2 separate regions of the Ovis aries genome follow, and region 2 is linked to region 1. The links are chromatin contacts, called in public Hi-C maps. All regions are on one chromosome and are shown on one strand. Each heading gives the region's core, a stretch centred on a gene start, on an enhancer-like site or on the middle of the called end of the contact. The rest is flanking DNA. Distances are from core to core; before and after follow the strand shown.

Region 1 (6,212 bases), core at 2,214-4,713:
AGGACCAGGCTGATCCCTGGGGGAGGCCAGGGGTGAGGCCAGGTTGGCCTGGACACCCCGCCCGCACCCAGTTCTGGCTGGCACTCACTGTGGGTGACGCCTGGCCGTTGTGCGGCCCAGACACCGTTGAAGGTGTAGCAGCTGCCGTAGGTGGGGTGGTGGGATGTCTGGAAGTGCCTGGAACCAGGGGCCATGCTCAGACAAGCACACGCCCTCCACCCATCACCCTGGGGTTGGGTGTGTGGCCTGGGGTTGTGGGGAGGGGAGCACAGCTGGAGGAAGCCGCGGGGCTGGCAGACCACTGGGTGGGGTTGGGGGAGCAGACACTGGTGTACTCACCGGGCATGGCAGTCCCGGTCGTCGTAGCGGCAGGAGAAGACAAAGTGGCTGCCGTGGCTGTCCTCATGAGCAGCGGGCAGCAGGGCCAGGATGTTTATGTAGTGGAAGCGGTACCACTCCCGGGCGGCCACCACGCCGGAGGAGTAGGCCCGCTGAACACAGTCGCCCCCAGTGCTGTTACACTGTGGGGCATGGGGTCAGTGTGGGTGCAACTGGCCTGCCCGAGTCCCAGGCAGACCCCCTGGGCTGGACACTCACCAGTTTGAAACCCACTCTGTTCTGGCCATCCAAGGGCCTCAGCCTCTGGAGGTGGATCCTACGGTCCAGCTGGAAGGCGGGCTCTGGACCTGGGACCTCGGCCCCCAGGGCATCCCTGCTGTCGCTAAAGTTGAACCGATACAGGGAGTAGATGTTCTCCCGGGCAAAGTCATCCAGAATCCGCAGATGGTGGCGGGCTAAGTGTGGCCTGGGGGCAGGGCGAGGGGGCTCAGAGTCAGAGCCAGGCCCCCTTAGCACAGGCACTTTGGAGAGAGCCAAGCTGGCCCCAGGCACTGACCCCAAAGTTGCAGACAGGATAGGAACCTCCCACCCCCTGCCATCCTCAGAAGCCTAGTAGGCGGTTCTGAATACAGAGCTGGGGCTGCAGAGGGAAGTCAGACCCCCGGCCTGGCCTGCCTCCCACCCCCAGGACCCCATCCTCCTCTGGCTCATTCACAGCCCTTCCCTGTCTTTGCTCCGCTGACTCCACACTGCAGTGTTACCCTGCTTCCCTCTCCTGGGCACCTGCTCTTCTGGAAAGCCTCTGGCTCTCCTCCCCTCCCCTTCCTGGGCTGCCTAACTCCTGAAGGTCCCTCCAACCTGGCACTGGTCACAGTAACACTCAGCTTATTCTTCTTGTCCTTTAGCCCTGCCTCTGGGGCACAGAGCAGAAAGAGGTGGGTTGTCCTGCTGTGACTGCACCAGGGGAGGGGCCCCCAGGCTGGACCAGCCCTCACCGGTGTGGGTTCATGTCACACAGAGTGACCGATGGGAAGAGCTTGCGCTCCGAGTGCACGGACACTGTCATGATGACCGGGTAACGCCAGTACTGCTCGAAGAGGAGTGCGAACTGCCAGTAGAGCACGCCCAGGGCTCCTGCCAGCAGCAGCCCCCAGGAGGCTGTCTTGAGGCGGTTCTGGCTGGAGCAAACAAGGCGGATGGTGCCGTGGATAGTGGAATTGGTGCAAAAGAAGGTGACCAGCTCCCTGAAGGAGGTGTGCAGTTCTACCAGCCTCTCTCCATGTTCCTCCTCAGGCAGTGTCGGTGGGGATGCCTGGGGGCACGTCCAGGTTCCTGGTCCATCACCCACTGTTTGGCCCGTGCCTTCAGCCTGCATCTGAGAAGCGAGACTCAGTGGGGCTCCAGCCCGCCACCTGGCCTGACCCCACCCAGGTCTCCCCACCCGGGCCATCAGCCTTCCATTCTCCATGACTGGGAATTCCCAGAATTGTCACATCCCTCAGCCACCAGTGGCCTAGCCTGGCTTGCTGACGCTTGAGAAAAACCCAATCAGAAGCTGGTCCATAACTTGGGACCAACTCTGTTGCCCCCACTCCCATGGCAACAAGCGGGACACCAGGCAGCCTCCACAGGCGTGTCTCATGGCCAGAGCCGAGCCTGGGTGGCGGCGCAGGGACAGCAGGGGACATAGGCTCTAGGCTACGCCAGGCCTTGTTTGAAGGTGGCTCGAGGCTGGAGGCTTGGGTGGGTCTCTGCTGCCATCTGCCAAGTGGGGCAGGGGCCTCTGGTGAGGGACAACCAGGTGACCTGCTCTGAGTGGGCCTAGGGCCCAGCATTGGGGGTTGACTGAACCCTGGGCCCCAACAGCCTCCAACAACCCTCAGTGGCCAGCATGGCCATGCTGGATTGGGGCCAATGGAGCCACACAAGTCCAGCCACATCTGGGCCAAGGGTCAGGCCTGTAGCCTATTGGGCACTGTGGGCCTATGTGGGGGTGTTGTCCACTGAGCTGAGTCTGGGGATGCTCCGTTTGTGGGCCTTGGGCTTCCAGAAAGTAGGCAGCAGTCTGGCCAGACATGGTGGGGACCTGAGGGCTCCAGGGAGGTCGACCTGAGGCCTGCCTGGCCCTACTCCCACCTGGAGGCTCTAGCATCCTGGGACCTTGGTCCCTCAGTGCACAGGGCCGTGGGGCCCTGACCAGGTCAGGCTGGCTGGCCCGGGACATGCACTGAGTCACTGCCTGGGCTTCCTACAGACTTTCCAGAGTGTCCCCATCTTGGTCTGAATCATTAGGCCTCTCGCACCTGGGGTGTAGCCTCCTGGGTTCTGGCCCCTCTAGGCAACTGGGCCTGGGCCGATGCCTGGGGAGGGCCTGAGCCAAGGAAGGGCCTGGTATGTCTCAGCCAGCACATGCTGGCCTGGACCCCCAGTGCCCACCAGCTGCCTGGGGCCCAGGTAGGAGGTGGGGGTGGTCAGCCCAGGCCTCAGGTTTGTGGAGGTGGCCAGGCCAGGAGAATGTGCCAGCATGGGTGCTGCTGGTGGGCCCCCTGTGGCAGAGTGCTGCCCACACAGGTGTGACCACATGGAACCCTCACAGGGCAGCAGGACCTTCAGCTTCATGATACAGGCGAGGGAAAAGGGTGTCCAGAAGATTCTTTCCAACTCCAGTAACCATGTTTCCAGATTGGCCACCTCCCACCCTGGCTGGGACTGCCAGGCAGGAGGAGGGTGGCTTCCTGAGATGGGGGGGGGGGGTTCCCTGACACCTCAGCCACGGCAGGAGTGGGGGTGCACCGCTCCTTCACGCAGTACACGCACGCACACAGCTGTGCACAGACACACACACTCCTCCTCTCACACACAGCAAGCCCTCTGTCAGTGGGGGTGCATGACAAAGGCGTGGATGGGAGCCTCTGCCCTTGCCCCACCTGTGCCTGTGCTTCAGACGACCTGGGGGACACGGCCCCTCCACCTCAAGCCAGGGAGACCCCAGTGATGGCCCGCCCTGATGCCCGGTACCTCAAGGCTGCACCCTCCCTGTGCGTGGGCATCCATCCTCTGGTGCTGGCGGCTGCAACAGCAGTGACTGTGGCAGTTCTAGCAGGTGACAAAGTGGGCTGTGGCCCAAGGCTGGCCAAGCAGCCTCCTGTTTATAACAGGCTGGGCGTGGGGCGAGGTAGTGGGGCGGAGCCTGCCAGGGAAAGCCACATCTGCTCTGGTCCCGGAAGGGGAAGCCTTTGGGGCAGGGATGGGGGTCCTTCACCTCAGTGAGGCTCTCTTGCCCACATTCCTGGAAGTGAGGTCTGGAGGCCTGGCCCTGGCAGGGGTTGAGGGGCTCCAGGTTTCTGGAAGGTGAGGAGGGACCCCACTCTGGTAGAACCTGGGGTGCCTGGCCCCCCTCCCCTGTCCACTCTCCTCCCACCTGGCCTGGGAGAATGCTTGCTCGCCTCCACCTGCCCAGCTCTAACCACAGGTGTTTGTGGCCAGGGGTCCCTGGGCAGGGACCTCCACTCCCAGAACACGGGTGTCCCCTGGTGCTGGCTGCCCAGCCCCTGGGACAGGCACCTACTGTGGGAGTGAGTTGGGGCCTGGGTGGGCAGGTGGTGCCCATAGCTCAGCCTCCCGGGAGGCACAGAGACCCTGCACCAGCCACCCACCACACTCAGGGTCCAAGTCCACCACCTCACGGCTGAAATCCTCGGCCCCAGAGTGGTTGCCTGAGGCCAGACAGTGTGTGAAAGGCTGGAGAGCCCCCATGAGGAATCCAACAGGGCTCCATGAGGCCAGAGGCCTCGGCATCCCAAATGACCAGACCCTCCGCTTGGCCCTCTGCCCCTCCCACACAGGCTCTGGGTTCCTGACGGCCCACCCCAAATGGGTGCTGAGATGAGGGAGGAAGCCCCCACCCTCGCTAGGCTCTTCTGGTGGGGGCTTGGCTCTGAGGAGGGGTGAGGTCATCAGCCTCCTGCCTTTGGAAGGGGCAGATGGCAGCCGGGGACCTCTGGGAGAGGGAAGTCACGCTCAGGGAAGAGCTGGCCCTGGACTCATCTAGGTGTGAGTGCGAATCACAGCTTCCTCAGTCATAGGCTGTATGACGTTGAACAAATTACTCAACCTCTCTGAGCCCGTTTCCTCAAGCACAAAGTGAGGCTGAGTTTCCTCTTGAGGCTTGAGACTCAAAGGTGAGACTAACCGATGCCATGGGGCCAGCGTCAGAGCCCCATCTTCCTGCTTCTGAGGAGGCTGCCCCAGAACCCACCTTTGGGAGGCCAGAGACACAGAGACTGTGTCCAGCGGCAGCAAGGCCAGCAGCCCCCTCCTCCCTTCCCTGCCTGACCCCTCTCCTGCCTCCCCAGGCTCTTCCAGTGACTGGAGGAACAGAAGGCACTGTCTGGGACCAGACAGGGCATCTCCAGCTCCTCACACAACAGGGGCTCGTGTGGCTGCTCCTTAACAGCTGTGTGTTGAGAGAATTAGAGAAATTATTTAGGGCCCTATGTCCCCCACCCTCTCTCCAGAGGGATGGCTGGCCCCAGCCTGCTGAGCATGGCCCCTTTGAGCCTTCAAGCGGTGGCTTTCCCTGAAGCTGGACCTAGGGATATCAATGTGCCTCCTTCCAGACTGTGTGCACTCAGCACTTCATGGGACCCCTGGGCTCTACTTTCACACCCATGGGTGTCTCCACCCTCAGAGACAGCTAAGAGTTGTTCCTGGAAGGATTCTGGTGCAGCAGCCATGAAGTCTGAGCCAATGGGCTCTGCATGTGTGCCAGATTCTGGGAGCCAGGAGCATCTTCCCCAGCCTGGGGAGCTGGACCATCTGGAGTCCCTGCCCACGGGCAAGTAGGAGGCCTCCTTGGTGCTATTGCAGCGCCTCCCTGTCCCCCAGGCGCTGACTGCAGTGTCAAGCAGGGATTCCGGCCACCACGGAGGGGGCTCCTTGAGGTACTGGCCACTGGAGATGGGCCGAGTGTGTGATGTTGCCCGTGTGGGGCTCAGGGTCTGGTCTTGTGTCTCTCTCACACCTGTGCTTGAAACACCCAGCGCCTCAGGGCAGCCTCCCTTACATAACTCTCCTCGAGCTAAAAACAGCTGGGCCCGCCCTGCGTGGGGATGGCAGAGCCTGGAGGAGGCAGAGGAGAGAAGGAAGCTTGAGATGTTTTCTGGGTGTGGCAGCAGGAGGTGGGGCCTGGGACTGTCAGCCTCCCCATGAGGAAGGAGGGCCAGGGCCAGTGAAGCTCACTCGCAGCAGGAGGAGGTAGCAGGCTGCTTCCCCGTGGCTGGCTGGCCTGGTGCTGGCCTGAGGGGCGATGGGCACTTCTGTTTCTGCCCCTGGGCCTGGGCCAGCACTGCAGTGACTGGTAATATCTTGTCTGAGGTGCCCCGGGTGGGCCAGATTCAGTGGCGATCATGGCCCCCTGTCTGCCCTCTGCCAGTAGCCATGGCTGGACCTGTCGGAGCTTGGAGTCCACTGTCAATCGTCATGTGGTTAGTAACCCCACTGACCGGTGGTGTATACTGAGAGGCAGTCAGGGTTGTGGTCAAGGGTGAGACTTTGGGGTTTGAACCCCAGATCTGCCTAGCGACAGCCTCTCTGGATTAGTCCCAGCTGATGACCAAGGCCTGTCTCACAGTCAGTGCAGCGTCTGCCCTGGCACAGCCCTGTGGGGGCACACCCCAGACCCCACTCACCAGGAAGGGTGGTGAGGAGAGTGCTGGCCCGCCCGCTGCCCAGCCCTCCCTTACCCAGACCCCCCACCCGAATGCCATCCTCACCTGCTCGGAAGTGTTCCCCCAGTGCTGTCCCAGAGACTCTCTGCTCCCCAGGGACTTCCCTGGGTTCCCCACCTCCCTGCTCTGCCTCCCCCTCCCCCA
Region 2 (6,212 bases), core at 2,772-5,271, 130 kb after region 1:
GTGGCCTGGCCCTGGGAGGGAGAGCTCTTAAAAGTGGTCAGCAATTCCTATGTTTAACAAAGGGGCCCTTCACAGTGAGTGGGCAGTGGGAAGTGACCACGGGGCACCCAGGGGTTGCCACTCAGCAGACAGAGCAGAGGTACTGCACTGCCGGCAGGAGCTCACCGGCCAGCACATGGCCGGGTTGTCCCTGGTGATGAAGCGGTACTCACAGGGGAGATGCCTGGGACTGTGAGGAGGAACCGCCAGCAGCCCAGCCCCCACATGATCCTACTGACATCTCCACGCATTTCCTTACAAATGTTTTTCTATGCACTGATGTAAATCTAAGCAAATAAATCCTGGGTTAAAACCCAACTTCGCTCATTCCATCCCAGGCCATGCTCCATCTTCTTACTTGGTGTTATGACACATCCCTGATGGGACATGGTAGCTATCATATCAAAGCAGGCACGCCGTGGTCTTCCCTGCACGTCGCGGGTATTGCGTGCTTCACAAACCAAAGGTGTGTGCCAACCCTGCAGTATCGAATAACTGTTAGCAGATTTTAGCAATAAAGTACTTTAAAATCAAGGTGTGCACATTGGGTTTTAGACATAATGCTATTGCACACTTAATAAACTACAGTGCAGTGTAAATATAACTTACATGCGCTGGGAAAGCAAATGCATGACTCGTTTGTTGTGATATTCTCTGTGTCAGGGAGTCTGGAACAGAACACGCAGGGTCTCCGAAGTCTGCCTGTATTATGTGTGCATAACAAGTTGGTTCCTGGGTGTCGGGTGAGCACCTCACCTCCTTTTCTGGTCAGAATTCCAGGGATGAGCTCGGAGCCGGCGCCCTGGCAGGTGACTGCCCCACTGGTGTCCCCAGCTTCTGTCCACTTTACAGATGAGCCACACGGAAGCCTCTTGGTTCCTCCCAGGTATGGTTAGCATGAGCAGAGCACTGGCCCCCAGGCTCTGCGGGCTAGCCGCATCCTGGACCCCACGGAGGGGTGGACACCCTAGCCCCTTTGGTGTTGCTCCCAAGGGGTACTAGAACCACCTCCAGGCCAGTGCCCCCGGGTTGGGGCTGCTCCCAGAAAGAACTGTGGGGCCCACCGGGCCTGCGCCCTCCCACTGCCCTCTTGCAAGACGTGCTTACCAGCCACAGCATATGCGTTTGCACCCCAGGTGCCAAGGGGCTCTGCCAAGGTCTGCGTCCGGTGGTGCGTCTTGTTTCTGCCTGGGACCCTGGGGCTCTCTGGGCCCTTGACTGGGACCAGGCTCATCACTCTCTGAATGGCTCAGCTCTCCCTGACCCAGCAGTGTGACCCCTCTGTGCATCTGAGTGCAGACCAGTGCCCAGAGGGCAGAGGGGAACAGGGTCTGCCTGGTGGCACCTGCATCTGTCCAGGAGATTCCTGGGGACTTGAGAGGACAGAGGCCAGAATGGAGACACAACCCCTGCCTAGCTTCTTGCTCCAGGGCCTGGGCAGGAGGCATGCTGGCTGAAATCCAGGAGGAAGCCAGCTCTGGGTCTGTCCCTACCCAGTCCCTTTGCCACTGTGGTCGGCAGAGACAGGGGTCAGCTGCAGCCCTGAGGCAGCCCTTTCCTGGTGTTTGAGTGCCTGGTTGAGGTCCCTGCAGGACACGCTGCAACCACCATGGCCCCACCACGGCCCCTCCACAGTGAGTAAGACCTGGGGCACTGCCATCAGGAGGGCCTGCAGGTCCCACTGCTGTACCTAACTCCAGGGCAAGGGTGCCATGCTGCCCCCAGGGCAGGTGAACACTGACTGAGGCACTGGCAGGCTGGAAGCTCTGTTGCCCTCGGGCATCTCTCCAGGCCTCCACCCCCACAGGGTACAGACACTCCCAGGCTTGCTATCTCGGCATCAGTACATGGAGGTTAGGCACCAGGACATATCCTGTGCCTCTGCACCAGGACGGATGTCCAAAGCCCCTCAAGCGTGGCTGGTCTCCTGCTAACTGGGCCGTCATCGCCATGCAGCCCAAAAGCCCCAAGGTGCAGCCAGCTCCCCTCCCAAGGCCCATGTTGACAGCCCTTCCTGGACAGTCAGCCACGGCGGTTTGCTCTGCTGCCTCCTGTGAGAACCTTCCGTGGCCTTCGTCCTGGTGAGCCCTTAATTGCCAAATAAATATTTGCCCAGGGTGGGGCTTCGTGCTCAGGGTTAAGTATTAAATGGGCTGAAAGCCGGAGGACCCCACAGCCATCCTCGAAGACCCGGGTGGAATGGGGATGCTGGCCCGGCTGTGTTCCCGTTCACCGTCCAGACGGGAGGCAGAGCTGACCCCAGCCCAGAGCAAAGGCCAGCCCAGGGACCAAGGAGGACCAAGGCAGCAGAAATCCTGAGAACGCGAGGTGCACAGGGGTGGGGAGGGGCACTGTCTGCCTCAGAGGTCCTCCAGAACATGGCCTGTCCTGAGCAACAGGGGACGAGGCAGGAAAAGGCACGTCCAGGCCGACTGAGTCAGTCATGTGCTGCTAGGTATGAGACAACCCCAACACGGTGCCTGAAAACAGCAGGAGGCCTCAGAGCAACTGATGCGGCATGAGGCTGCCCACAGGGGTGGCCACAGCCACCTGGTGACCAGCCCTGGGCGTGCCACCTCTCCCTTCCTCACTTGTGTCCATGGAGAAGTAAACTGGAAGGGAGGGCACTGGTCAGGATCAGCACTTCTGGTTTGTTTCCTGGAAGCCGCTCATCCCATTGGCGGGCATTTGTTTGCTTTTGCTGATGGACTGGCAGTTGGTTGGTTAAGTAAGACTGTAAAGTGAGAGGAGTTTTGAAAAGATGCGCATTTGTTGTCAACCTAACTCCTATGAATGCCAGGCCAGGCGCACCTGTTCCCACATGGGGGTTCCTGCCACTGCTGTCCCACAGCTTCTTGTGCACAGAATCATGGGGACATGTTCATCATTAGGCTTCCCAACCTAGTTTTCACGGGTACATGCGTGCACTCATCCTGTGTGTTTGTCCCTGTTTGCAGCCTCTCTGACGCAGCCTCAAGTCCCCACGGTGAGTCAGAGTCTGGGCTGATTTTGTGCCAGGTTGGCTGGGCCACCGGAAGCCCAGGGACATGGCCAGATCCTGTCCCAGGCAATTTCTCATGAGATTAGCATTTAAATTGGTGGACAGAGGAAAGGAGATGTCCCTCCTGTGAGAGTGGGCCTTGTCCAATCTGTGGAGGGCCTGAATGGAAGAAGGCCAGCCCTCCCCACTAAGGGCAGGGTGGCAGGGGGGCTGTTCCTGCCTCTAGACAGGAGTGACCCGTCCTCTCTAGGCCTTCAGTGGGCTGACTGCACTTCCTGAGGGTCTTGGCCTACATGACTGCCAAGTCCTCATAATGAATCTCTGTCTGTCCATGTACCTCCTGCTGGTCTGTGTTTCTGGAGACCCTGACTCTTACGTCCTGGTGGATGGGTGTCTGTGGCCACACAGGGCTCAGCTGGTAGGGGGAGGTCTGGTCTTGGGTCAATGAGGATGTGAGCCACTGCAGGCCCCAGCGTCCAGGCCCAGGATCTGGCCAGGACCCTCCCGCGAGTGAGAGCGAGGGGCTGTGTGATCCATGGGGAAGGGGGTCTGAGACGAGGGGCAGGAGCACAGCTGCAGTGAAGGAGCAGCACCTGAAGTCCTGAGGAGGACACAGAGGACCAGTGCAGGGCCTTGCGTGGGCAGCAGGGCCTTACGTGGGCAGCAGGCCCAATGCCTGGAGTTGGCTAGGGCTACCCGTAGTGCGTCTCAGGGTTTTGGACACCCCAGGCAGCCATGGTGGGGAGTTCTGGGCACCAGGTACGGGGAGGCACTGGGGTCACAGATTGAGGCAGGGTCACTTTCTCCTCCCCAGGGAAGAGGGCCTCAGTGCCAGTCCTGGAGCATCAACACATCAATTTCTGCGTCTTGGGGAAGGGTCCAGACCCAGGTCTGCCCCTCTCCACTGTCAGAGGGCCTTGGACAGTGGAGGCGTGGGCTGCAGGCTCCGTCCAGACCATTGCCCGCTGGACAAGGGCGCCATCTACAGGCCTATTCAGGGACACGCTATCCCTGGGGCTCCAACCCAGTGTGGTCGGGCAGGAGGTTTGTTAAGGACAAGCAGGAGACCCGCTTCCCTGCTGGGTTGGTGTCTGGAGCTCTGAGAAGCTTCCAGCAGAGGTCAAATGTATTCTTGGGCTTTCAACCATGAGTGGGGAGCACACAGAGCCCAGAGGTCAGCCTGGCAGGCACGGGGTCCATGAGGCTGGCACCCTCCAGGTGCTGTCCCCACCCAGCCCTTCACCAGGTCACCGGTGACCGCACAGTCTGGTCTGCGTGCAGTGAGGACCCCAGAAGGCAAGCTCAGGATGGAGCCTGTGCTTCCTGCACCTGGCCCAGCAGGCTTCCTGCTGGTCTTCAGAGGACAGCTCCACCCACCAGTCTGCACAGATACTTGCACACAAAGCCCACAACCCAGGGAAGTGGACCAGGTTGGGGAGGGCTGGGTAGGGGTGGAGGGTTGTAAACAGCAATTAAGTCCTCCTTCTAATTGCAGGCGATTAATTAGCTGATGATTGAGCCTCCCCTAGCGTAGGGGCTGTTTGGAAAGAGCTTAGGACCTTCACCTGCTCCTCCATGGGCTGCAAAGGTGCAGGAGGGTGGGGTGGGTGGGAAAGGGGGACAGTCTCAAGGGCTGCACAGAGGCGGGGTAGGGGTGAGAAGGGGGAGGACAGGCCCAAGGGGCTCTGGGGGTTGGATCCTGGGGGCCATTAGGCACTGGGCTGGGGGTCCTGAGTCTGCCTATGCCTGCCCAGGTTCCGAGTACCTGCAGAAAACATTCTGTTAATGGGGAGGAGGAGGGGAGAGCAGCCCCCAGGGGAATCCAGAGCAGAGCGGATAATTGCTGTTCCCACATCCAAGAACGGGAAACAGTGGGAGGAGGCGAGCCTGGGCAGGCCCGCTCCTTGGGTGCCCAGGGACCTGCCTTCCTGGGCTGACGCAACAGAAAGGCCCCACAGGCACTCTGGGAGCCCGGGGGGTGGGGATGTGGGCTGTTTGTGCCTCAGGTTCCTCTGGGCAACCCTGGCCCAGCCTGAGGGCCCTCCCTCTCTGCAGCAGCAGGATGAGTGGAGGGGCTGGGAGTCCTTTGTCTGAGCAGCCATCTCTCAGGAAAAGCGAAGCACGAGAAAGGCCACTGGGTTTCAGGAGACAGAAACAAAAACCCTGGGATGGTCAAGGCCAGACGCAGGCAGATAATGAGGTCACCCCATTCCCCGACAGGAACTTCTTCCCCAAACTGCAGCATTGCTGGCTGTCTGCTTCATTGTCATCTTGTCTCATATGTGATCCTGGGAGCACTCTGTCATCAGGCACAGGGCAGTCCCCACAAGGAAACTTCCAGCCGCCCCCCCCCCCCCCCCCGCTGTTGTCTATTCTCTTCCATAATTCTGTCATTTCGGGGGTTACGTGAGCCTTTGAGACTAGCTTTTCTTCACCTGCAGCTCCCCCGTGCGGCAGCCCCATAGCTGGCTGGGCTGCTGTCCCACCTGGGACACCTGGGTGGTTGCCAGGTTTGGCTTTTACAGACAAAGCTGCTGTGAACAGTCTGTACAGTTTTTTTTATGTAGACATCAGTCTTCGTTTATCTGGGATAAATGCCCAGGAGTGCCATTGCCGGTTGCCGCGGTAATGTTCGGTTGATGAGAAATTGTCAGTCAGTCTTTCAGGGCCTGCCCCTTTACACGTTCCCAGCACTGCAAGAGTGATCCAGGTCTCTGGAGCCTTGACAGCATCAGTGTTGTCACTATGTTTAATCTTAGCCATTCTGATGGGTGAGTGGTGGTAGCTTCTGTTGTTTTAGCTTGCATTTCTCTGATGGCAAATGGTGCTGAGCATCTTCACAAGTACTTTTCTGCCATCTGTACTCCTTTTCAGTGAAATGTCTCTTACCCACCTTCTAATATTTTAAACTATTTGCAAATGTAATATATTCTATTTCCTTCTCTCTCTCTCCTATTCTTTCTTTGGCTGTGCAGCACGGCTTGTGGGATCTTAGTTCCTTGACCAGAGCTTGAACTCGGGCCCCAGCAGTGAAAGCGCTGAGTCCTAACTACTGGACTGCCAGGGAATTCTTGACATTCTATTTCCTTTTCATCTGAATTAACAAAATCCTCCCAATTAAATAATCGACAGATACCTATTTTAATTAAATTTATATGTAGGTTATTCCAAA

What was found. A called contact is a pair of places that touch in the nucleus more often than the background predicts.
Region 2: a Hi-C map of mixed tissues shows a contact between it and region 1, with 6 times the contacts expected there. The contact joins the enhancer-like site here to the promoter of SCNN1D in region 1. A contact is called at or near these places in 12 of 16 Hi-C or Micro-C datasets (blood, hypothalamus, liver and 5 more).

What each region holds. Positions count from the first base shown.
Region 1 is chr12:50,552,591-50,558,802 of ARS-UI_Ramb_v3.0, forward strand. It overlaps SCNN1D (sodium channel epithelial 1 subunit delta), which reads right to left and starts at 3,464. Exons shown (of 12, transcript XM_042229360.2): 1 at 3,358-3,464; 2 at 1,335-1,714; 3 at 598-805; 4 at 340-521; 5 at 89-177; 6 at 1-16. The coding sequence starts at 3,393. UBE2J2 (ubiquitin conjugating enzyme E2 J2) reads left to right here and starts at 5,569. Exons shown (of 7, transcript XM_042229363.1): 1 at 5,569-5,825. The coding sequence starts at 5,748.
Region 2 is chr12:50,680,365-50,686,576 of ARS-UI_Ramb_v3.0, forward strand. No RefSeq gene overlaps it. Among named protein-coding and RNA genes, the nearest start is that of C12H1orf159, 10 kb to the right of the region's middle. Within about 2 kb of position 4,022, at least 16 of the 54 cell types and tissues checked have an H3K27ac peak or open chromatin away from gene starts, as enhancers often do.